Linked DNA regions of Oryctolagus cuniculus: region 2 is linked to region 1. A link is a contact called in public Micro-C data. All regions are on one chromosome and are shown on one strand. Each heading gives the region's core, a stretch centred on a gene start, on an enhancer-like site or on the middle of the called end of the contact. The rest is flanking DNA. Distances are from core to core; before and after follow the strand shown.

Region 1 (5,121 bases), core at 2,310-4,809:
GTGAAAGATGGCCCAAGTACTTGGGGCCCTGCACCCATGTGGGAGACTTGTAAGAAGCTCCTGGCTCCTGGCTTCAGCCTGGCCCACCCCTGGTCATGAGGCCATCTGGGGAGTGAACCAGCAGATAGAAGATCTCTCTCTCTCTCTCTCTCTCTCTCTCTCTCTCTGTCTATTCCTCTCTCTCTGTAACTCTTTCAAAAAATTAAATAAATCTTTAAAAATAAAACCCTGAATTTCAGTGGGGAAAGTATGCCAACATTTCAGGAAAAAACAAGACTCAGAATTTCTTTCTTTTTTTTTTGACAGGTAAAGTGGACAGTGAGAGAGAGAGAGAGAGAGAGAAAGGTCTTCCTTTGCCGTTGGTTCACCCTCTAATGGCCGCCGTGGCCAGCGCGCTACGGCCAGCACACCGCACCGATGCGAAGGCAGGAGCCAGGTGTTTCTCCTGGTCTCCCATCGGGTGCAGGGCCCAAGCACTTGGGCCATCTTCCACTGCACTCCCGGGCCACAGCAGAGAGCTGGCCTGGAAGAGGGGCAACCGGGACAGAATCTGGTGCCCCGACCGGGACTAGAACCTGGTGTGCCGGCGCCGCAAGGTGGAGGATTAGCCTATTGAGCCACAGCGCCGGCCCAAGACTCAGAATTTCTGGAAGGTAAGTTAGAAGTTTCATATATGATGACCTCGATGGAAGAGATGAAAGTTGAAAGGACTGATGGAAATACAAAGTCGCATTTATTGAACCTGTTATTGACAGAAATAGCAATGAAAAGAAAGCTGTTTTGAGACAGTGGTGGTAGAGATGACTGACTTAGGTGGTAAATTTGACACATTAGAAGAAATCATCATTATGTAGGCAGAGACACAGAAAAGCTTCTGTGTGGGGCATGCAGTGTGGCACAGCAGTTTAAGTCACAGTCTAGGATGCCCACATCCGTACTGGAGTGCCGTTTCAAGTTCTAGCTACCCTGCTTCTGCTGTAGTTCCCTGCTGATGCCTACCAGGAGGCAGCAGAAGAGAACTCCATTTCTTGAGACTCTGCCACCCACAGGGGAGACCCAGATTGAGTTCCCGACTCCTGGCTTCCACCTGGCCCAGTCCCAGCTATTGCAGGTATTTGGGGAGTGAACCCAAAGAGAGAGTGTCTCTCTCTCTCTCTCTCCCTTTCAAGTAGATGAACACAAATAAATGAATAAATAAATAAATTTAAAAGGAATAATTCTGCAGAGAGAAAGCATAGAAAATCAGATTTGGGAATAATTTTTATAGCAGAGAAAGTTGAGTCCAGGGGTTCTGAAGTCATGGAAAAAGATGAGACTCAGAAAGAAGGACCTTTAGGACATCAATTAAGGACATTTTTAGAAAGTACAAAATATGTCAAGCATTCAGAATAATACAAAGAACAACAATGCAAAAAACACCCTGTACCTACCTCTCAGATATCCAAATGTCACTCTTTTGAAATATTTGCTTCAGATTTTTTTACATTTTTTTCCTGAAAACAAACATTACAGATACAATCAAGGTCATCCCCACTTGCTTCTCTCTTCCCCCAGAAATAAACACTATTCTTCTATTGTTTTGTGGCACTTTTAGTTATTTCTGTACTCTCACAACATATATAGTGAGAACCAAAAATATTTTTGTTGATGACTTGTTTATGTACATGGAATAATAACATCAATACTCGATCCAGTTATGGTGACTAAAGGAGGCCTTTAGAAGCAATTGGATTGAATGGGGCTGTTGGGGTGAAGCCCCCATTGTTGAACCACGGTGGCTTTAAAAAAAATACTAATTCATTTATCTGAGAGCGAGCGTGCACTCCTATGTCCTGGTTCACTCCCCAAATGCCCAAGAGTGTGAGGCGAAGCTAGGAGTCAGTCACTCATTCCAGGTCTCCCACATGAGTGGCAGGAACTCAACTGCTTCAGTTACCACCACTGCCTCCCAAGGTCCAAGCTTTCCAAGAATCTGGAATGAGGAGCCAAGCTGGAATAGCCAAAGGCGGCTATTCTGACAGGAGACACAGACATACTAACTGGTGTCTGAACCACAAGGCCAAGTACCTGCCTCTCTCACGGGCAGTGATTATGTACACACGGACACCCATGGAGAGATGACCTAGACACGGATGTGCACTCTCCTGTTCTCTCTGCTTCCTGACTTACCATGGGATCCTTCCTCTGCATGCCTTCTACCATCCATCCTCCTTAGCGCGCAGGCCGCGGCAGCCATTGGAGGGTGAACCAATGGCAAAGGAAGACCTTTCTCTCTGTCTCTCTCTCTCACTGTCCACTCTGCCTGTCAAAAAAAAAAAGCAAGCATATTCTCCATTACTTAACAGCTAACGACATTTTGCCACACTGACCTTCTCCGGCTCTGCTAACACAGGCCTCAGCCTGCATGTCATTTCACTCCTGCAGCCCTCACTGTAGACCTCTGGACCTGTCCTCATGTCAGGATAACTGCCAGCCAAGTTCACAGTTCTTTGATCTTCCCTAACAGATGGTGACTTGGGATGCACAGACTCCATTTTTCTATTGCAAAACACAGAGATGCCCTGGCCTGGCCTGGGCTTCCGTGAGCTGACCTTTGTCTGAGGATGACCCCTGTGGGATTCCATGACCCACGGGTCACAGGCAGGCCTTGCTACACCTGGCAGAGATGTGGCGGCCTGCTTCTGCCTGCTGACAGAACGCATGACCACTTAAGTCATATCTGTCTGATACTTCTGCTGGAAAGTCACGGTCAGAGGTGGCCTGTGTGCTCCTCGTGTTGCCCCGGAAACCACACAAAAACTCTTCCCGACCATTAGTGGAGAAGCCTGGTTAGACTCAGGGTGGCTTGGGGGATGGGCTGGGGTCCATCCCTCTGTGGCCTCAGGGAGCGAAGACAGACAGACGCTTACTGGGGAAAAAGAACGAGCTTGAAAGCAAACACTAGAATAGGGCTTCTCGAATTCGTGTCTGTGGCTCCCTTTGCTCTCTCTCTACCCGGCTTCATGTGACGAAAGACCCCGGATCACCGGAATTAATGGGAAGGCTGGGGAAGCTCTGGGTAAGACACCAGTGAGGTAATGTCTGGTTTTGGTTAAATATCCTAAATAAATTACTCACTCTCGCTAGATAAGCAGCAAAGACACTCTCGTGTTATTGACACAGATCCCGCTGCAAACAGATCCTCACGCGTCCCGGGAACTGGCGAGCTGCAGCGCGGGCCGGAAGTGCGGCAGCAGTGACGTCACAGGTGAGTGACGTCACAGGTGAGCGCTGTCCTGGGACGAAAACCTGGCTGCGCTGGGATTTTTGCACCCACCTCCTGATCACGAGAAATTCCAAGCCCACGAGGGCCTGGCCGCTCACGTCAGACACAGCCAGGAGGAAGATCCATGTGGAAGGCCCCTTTGTCTGTCTGCAGAAGAACTGGCCCGGCACAGCCAGAGAGCCAGGCCCAGGAGCTGCACGCCGCTCCTCTCACCTGGGCGGGCGGTTCTGTGCCTGAGCAGTTCCTTACCCAGAAGCACTTTGCAAAGAATTCCCACCTGATCCTTCCGCGAGCCTTGTCCCTAGAGCTCAGGAAGCTGAGGCTCAGATTGCCTGAGTCATCACACTCGGCCCCCTCTAGGAATGCAGACACCAAGTTCATGGCTGTCTTCTTCTGTCCGCAGAGAATGCTAGATAAAGCCCTCCTGAACAGTCCAGAACCCTCAAAGGCCTGGGAAAGCCTGAGAAAGGAGTCAGGGAATCAGCAAGTTTCGGTTCTGCCAAGAAACAAATGGAACGTCAGGGACCCGGACCCACCGTCCCTGGGGCCCCAGCTTCCATCCAAGCCGCCCACACACATCTTGACTTTGTGGTAGGGTCCTTGAAATTCCATTTCCCAACTTCCTGGCAGCTCTTAGGGCAGCGGATGGTAATCCCGTTAGTGTTGGCCACAGTCCCCACTTGCTCTGGGGCAGGCTGCCTCCTCCCCGACACGATTGCCTGGCCCGCCAGCCTGCAGTCTCGCTGGGGATTCCGCACCCTTGCCAAGACCCCTCCTACCGCGTGGAAGCGGTTCGTGGGAGTGAGTGATGTCGCATGTCCCACACTACCATCCACCCTGCCTCTGCCCTGCTCACCCACCCGACAGTCCCCACCCCACCTCCTGCTTTCATAAGCGTGTGCTGTGTGAGGGGATACGACCCTGGGACACGGCCAGCTTTGCAGGAGCAGGGAGCTCAGCACCTCCACACCTGGGACAGCCGTGTGCTCCTCTCATCTGGGGCATCATTTGTGGGCTCCCCCTTGAGGAACTCAGCACCTCTCACTGCTGCTGGCTGCTTCTGGCTCCTTCTAAGGAAGTCCCCAACCCCCTCAGGGTCATGAGTCCTCAGGAACAGGAATCTAAATGACACGGAGATAGAACAGTACTGACAGTACCTGCTGTTTGTAATTAAAGTCCAACAAAGTGCCTTTTATGTCATCTCTCAATTATCCACGAGATTAGTCCAGGGAGTGGTACAAAGTAGAAAATCGCAATCACCTTGTGTGTTGTGCTTGACAGTTTACAGCATATTTTTTTATTTGAAAATATTTAAAATGTGTTGTTTTTCTTAATTTTCAGAATAAAGCTGGGTGTGTTACATAGTGGATCCAAATACTGGTTTTTCTTCTTTCCTCACAATGAAGTGGGAAGGGAAGATATTACTATCCCATCTTTACAAAGGAGTAAATGAAGCCTATAACTATTTAAGATCAAATAAATGTGTATATATTTATCTTTATCTATTAGAAAGGCAGAGCAACAGAGAAAGAACAAGACATTATCTACTGGCTCACTCTTCAAATGCCCGCATCAGCCAGGGCTGAGTTATGCCTAAGCTGGCAGCCCAGTACTCCATCAGGGTCTTCTGTGTAGGTGACAGGGGCCCAAGCACCTGCGCCATCATCCGCTGCCTCCCAGGATGCATTAGCAGGAAGCTGGATCGGAAGCCGTGTAGCTGGGACTTGAACTGGTGCTCATTAGATGCGGTGTTGCAGGATATGGTGTCACAAGCAGCACCTTAACCCAATGTGCCACAACACCCACTCCAAATAAATATATGTAGTGGGCCCTAGACTGAAATACAGCATTCATGT
Region 2 (5,532 bases), core at 461-2,960, 89 kb before region 1:
ATCCAAATGAACTGTAAGACTATCTCATCCAGGACAGAGAAATAAGAATAATTTACTTTATCCACAATTGTTTAACCTAAAAGGAAGGCCCTTAAGGATGATAACGCAGAATGGGATCAGCCTCGAGTCTACCAAGTCCCATCTCTCACGAAGTCTTGCACCAACCCGAAAGGAGAAGGTTATGGACACAAAACAAGCCGAGGGGGAAAAACCTCCAATGAATGACACACCACATCGTGGTCTGTTCTCCTACTCAACTGGAGAAACGAAAAGAAAAATATCACACTATGTGTTTCACTGTGTCAATTTTTAAAAAATATTTTACCATCGTACCTTCGATTCTTTCCTTTGCGACTAAGAAAATTTTTTCTCTTGTTTTATTGATTACAGAGGAAAGGGGAAAGCAGCTGCTGCAATGCAACACAGGCAACCGAAGGAAGGCTTTTCCAAACAAATCCCTCCCCTGCCCCCAATCACACACCCCAAACAACTTACTTATCCCAGCATTTTACGCCCCCCCATCTAACAAATTCTTTCCCTTCCCCCACCACAGTGAAATTTCACCTTTCACAGGTCCTTCATCCACCCCTCCCAGGACACTTTATTACCCGCAGAAATTCCAGAGCTTTCAAACTTTTCTTCCTTTTTTAATTTTACTGGAGAGTTTTGTACCAAAAGTGCATGAAATTTTTACATATCTACGTAAAAATACCTGTTTCCCAGCAACAAGCACGCTTCTCGAACCCCTCCCCATCTCCCGGGTTTTGCTTGCAAAGACTGGGGGGGAAGGAGCCGGGAGCAAATTAAATTTAGGAGGGGAAATCCGGGGTTAAAAAGGAGCATTTGAGGAAAAATGGGAGAACGGCGGAGCGAGACCGAGCCCCCCCCAAAGCAAGAGTGCTGGGCAAGGTTAGAAGAAAGAAAGAGAAATTAGAAGGAACAAAAGGGAGCGGGGGAGAGACCAGAGACCGGGAGATGCGCCGGCCGGGAGCTGGAAGGCGGGGTCCCAGGAAAGCGGGGGTCGCGGTGCCCGCGGCACAATGGCCGGCCCAGCCCCCGCCCCGCGCTCCTCACCTCATGGTGCCGGCGGCGCCGAGGCTTCCCCAGCAGCCGGGAGACGCGGGAGGCGCGAGCTGAGGGGGTTTCTGCTCCAGGGGCGGGGACGCAGCTCCGAGCCGCGAGACAAGTGTCCGGCTCCTCCTTCGGCGGCCGGGGGGCTACACCATCTCCTCGCACAAAGCCGAGGCGCCGGCCCGAAGTCTGAGAGAAGAGGGCAGGAGAAAGGCTGGGGAGGGGGCGGAGAGGCCGAGGCGCGGAGCGGGTCCCCCGGCGGCGGCCGCCGCCTCCCACCGCCTCCTCCTCGTCTTCGTCCTCCTCCTCCTCCCGGAGCTTCCTCGGACGCCCGCGGAGGGGTGCCCGCCGGGGCCGCGCACCCGGCCGCCGCTCCACAGGCCCGCGCCGCCGCGCCCGCCGCCGAGGCCGTGTGCAACCGGCAGCTGCTGCAGCCGCGGGAGGAGAGCCGGGAGCGCCGCGCGGGGCCCGGGAGGAGGCGGGGCGCGCGGCGGAGGAACACGCAGGCGCCGCCCTCCTCCCCTCCTTCCCCGGGGGCGAGGGGGCGGCGCGGGGGGAGGGGCGGCGGGGGGCCGGGCGCACCCCCCGAGCCGGCGGCCGGGCTCCCGCCGGACTGCGGAGAGCCGGGCGGGGCGGGCGCGGGCTCGGCGACGGCGGCGGAACCCAGGCTCTTTGTGCTTCCCTACCCCGCCCCCTGCAGCCCCCGGAGCTGCGGGCAGCCCCCCTCCGCGCCCGCTCGCTCGCTCGCCGTCGGCGGGGGTTCCTCGCCCGGGGCTGTCCTTGGCCGTCGGCCCCCCTGCCGGTCGCCTCACTCTCCCTTAAGGCTGAGGGAGCCCCGGGGCCTCGCGCCTGGCCGCGGTGCGGGACCGGAGGCGCCGGGACCAACCGGGCGCCGCTCCCGCGGGCACCGGCGTGGGAAGCCGGGATGCGTGACTGGCCCAGGGCTTGTCCTCAGCTCGCCCTGTTGCGCTCTCAGGACAGGGACGAGGGGCTGGGTGGCCCTCGCGGCCGCCAGGGATGCCTCGGGGGCTCGGGCTGGGGGAGTGGCAAGGGGATGTAGAATGTGGTCATCATTGTTTGCTGCGCTCCTTCTCCTGCCGAGGAATCCCGGCGTGCCGTGCCGATTTAACGAGCTGATACGCACGCTATGTATAGGGATGACTTCATCCCGGAGCGAACGCGGCCGGCTCGCGGGGAACCTTGTGCAGCCGCAGCGGTGGAAGGGGAGCGACGCGGCGGGCGCCGCGGCTTTCCGTCGTCACCGGCAGAAAGGGAATCCCGGGCGGGGGCGGGGAGGGAGATGAGCGAACGACAGTTTCCATTTTCCGTCGTTCCTACAGTCTTGAAATCGCCTCCTTTAAAAGGCAGCTGGAAAAGACTGTCGAGGCAAACTCCATTAAAGTGGGGCGGGGTCGGGGGGGCGCGTCTGCGGAGACGGAATTTGTAATTGTGGTAGTTTTTCGTTGTGCCAAAACATCTGTCTAGGAAAAATTTTAAGCTGGACAAATTAGTTCCGAGAAAGGGGGATGTGTTTTCCCTATATGCGATGACTAGAAGGGGGGAAGGTCGATTGTAAGAAGATTCCTATTCCTGGAGGATCTAATCCAAAATGGAGGACCTGCACTGACTCCGGCAATCCCTTCGAAAGTTCTAGTGTTTTGTTTCATGAGGGCATAAATCAAATGGTAGTTGTGTGGGGATGGAATGACGTACACTTCCAAATGCAAGGGGAACAGGTTGCACTCATCCTTGATGGAAACCTGACTGTGTAATAGAATGGTATAGCCCAGTTTTCATTATAAAATGCTTGCTGCTTTGGACCCAACAGCCCTGTCAGAAGCAGTGACCTGGAGCTATGGCCCAGGACCAGGGTGGCCTCAAGGTAGTAAAAAGCACCGAGCCTCTGCCTTAAAACATGGTGTACTTGCAGAACACTAATTTCCACCCACGTGTCTAATTACAATTTACCATCACAGCATTTATTCAAGGATCTCCAAGCACTGGAGAGACAACACCTTTGCCACTCAAAATGTGCTGGTTGCCATACTACAAGTAGAAACAGGAAAATAACTCAAGTCACGGAGGTAGGACAATGAGTGTGATTAAAAATCATCTCTCCTATGAGGTTCATTGTATTCCTATCAGTCACTCACTGCAGTTTTAAATACTTGCTCCTCCAGTATTTTTCTCCAAATCAACTAAAGAACATTTTCTTGGAAAAAGTGTTATGACGTATTGAACCAGCTTGGAAAAGTATTAATAAGACATTCAGCCACAAAGAAGTCACGCCAATTTGCCTTAGACCATTCATGGCAATACAGTAAATCCAACAGAGCTTATGTTTCAGGGAAAACTCTTACAAAGGGCCAAAGGGGGTGGAGAAATTGCTATAATGACTCAAGCTATCTCCTGCCAGAGACAAGAAACAAGGATAAAAATTCCTTACAGATGACTCCATAACCCACTTCTCATTTGTAAGAGTTAAGCCATCCTGCGCTAAATAAGTAATATATCACATCATCTTTATCCTAACAGCAAATGTTCCAATGGTATGGGTACCAAATTAAGCAACCCAAGTGGAAAATGCTGTTCTTATTTTCTATGTTTATTAAAAATGTACCAGCCAAGAATGTTGGCTGCCTACAACCATTTCCATCCCTTTGAGTGGCAGTCGGCCAGCTCACAAGTTGGTCATACTATTGCCTCTGGATTTAGATAAGGCAATGGGTGGCCTGACCTCCTAAGGTCATCCTGTAGAAGGGCAGTTTGTTGGCTGTGACAAAATGTTATTCCTTCTTGTTCATATTTGGCTTAACATTCAAAGAGGGCAGAGAGGAAACTTGAGCTAGGATATCACAGACTTATTCTGGTCACAAAGGAAACTTTGTGGAATGTGTTGCCTTATAGAATGAAAGAATTTTAGAGATGGAAGGAATCTTAAATCCAACCCACTCGTTTTTCAAAAAAGGAATATGAGGCACAGAGAGGTTAGGTGACTGGCCCATAGACCCTTAGTGATAGAACAAGAATTTAAATGGGGATTTCTGATCATTGGTCCATTGCACCTTCTCACATACCATGCTGACTTCCTATGGCATAAGCAAGAGTGGATGGATTAAGGCAGTCCAATTTGAAGTTAACTCTTCAAGTGAACCTTGCTCCAACATTGAGGTTATGTTACTTGACTGAATGGTGAAAATTATCTGGATTTTTTCCTAATGGCTGTCCAAAATTTGGTTTACCAAAATGGACATTTGGAAGGTGAATGATTGAATAAATGAATGAGTGGGGGCAGGCGTTGGGTGCAGTGGGTTTAGCCACGCTTTGGATGCCAGCATCCCATATCCCAGTGCGGGTTCCAGTCCTGACTGCTCCACTTCCCATCCAGGTTCCTGCTAATGTGCTTGGGAATGCAGCACAGAAGATTACCTATGCATGTGGGTGACCTGGATATATAGTTCCAGGGTCCTGGCTTTGATCTAGCCTAGTCCTGGCTGTTGCAGCCATTTCAGGAGTAAACCAGCAAACAGAAGATCTCTCTCTTCCTCTCCCTCTCCCACTATCACTCTGCCTTTCAAATAAGTAACTCTTTCTTAAAAAGTAAATGACTGAGTGAACTCATGAATGATGTAATTAATCTGCTTTCTTTTTATTTTTTAAAATTTATGTATTTGAAAGGAAGATTTCCATCCACTGTTCACTCCCCAAATGGCGGCAACAGCCAGGCATGGGCTAGGCCAAAACTAGGAGCAAAAAAAAAAACCTCCATCTGGTTCTCTCCCATGGATCATATGAGTCCAAGCACTTGGTCATCTTCCATTGCCCTTCCAGGCACATTAGCAGGAACCTGGATTGGAGCAGAGCAGCCAAGACCTAAACCAGCATCACAAGCAGTGGCTTAACCCGCTGTATACCAAGACACCCACTCTTATACTTTCTTTTTAACATGAAGTATGTGGACCTCAACTTTCCCTCCCAGAAACTTTTCACTCCAGCTTAATATCGCAGTAAGATACCAGCATGCTTCAAGTCCCAGGAGGACACAGCCATCCCTAAACGTTTGTTAGCACTGTGCACTCAGATGGAAAATGAAGCAAAACGTGCTTGTGTTGGAGATGAGTTTGCTGCAGGAGCGTTGTCAGTCTGGCTCTGAGGGCTCTCTGGGAACATGCCTTGTTTAAATTTGTCTGATAGCATCAGTGTAGGCTTGCCCTCCATTTATGGGCATGAGGAGGATGCATGACTAATGCTACTCAGCAGTCAGGAAATCAATGCTAAGGATTGGAGGCATAGTCTCCCTCAGCACCCCCTCCCTCGATACTTTAGGAGTTACTAGGGATGAGTGAGAAAGAAAAGGCAGTTTGGAGTGACCTCGATTTTAGACTTTCTACTTGTAGGCAACACTGTTGTGTTTTTCTTTTGTGGCAATTAGCTCACAGTGTGATTTTTGTTTATCTCCCC

Evidence for each region. Hi-C and Micro-C count contacts between places; a contact is called where the count stands out from the background.
Region 2: a Micro-C map of ear pinna shows a contact between it and region 1, with 3 times the contacts expected there. The contact joins the promoter of ENAH here to the enhancer-like site in region 1. A contact is called at or near these places in 3 of 6 Hi-C or Micro-C datasets (ear pinna, embryonic fibroblasts and an unstated tissue).

What each region holds. Positions count from the first base shown.
Region 1 is chr13:39,699,764-39,704,884 of mOryCun1.1, reverse strand. No RefSeq gene overlaps it. Among named protein-coding and RNA genes, the nearest start is that of SRP9, 14 kb to the right of the region's middle. Within about 2 kb of position 3,559, at least 1 of the 8 cell types and tissues checked has an H3K27ac peak or open chromatin away from gene starts, as enhancers often do.
Region 2 is chr13:39,786,573-39,792,104 of mOryCun1.1, reverse strand. ENAH (ENAH actin regulator) reads right to left here and starts at 1,710. Exons shown (of 14, transcript XM_070055422.1): 1 at 1,075-1,710. The coding sequence starts at 1,079.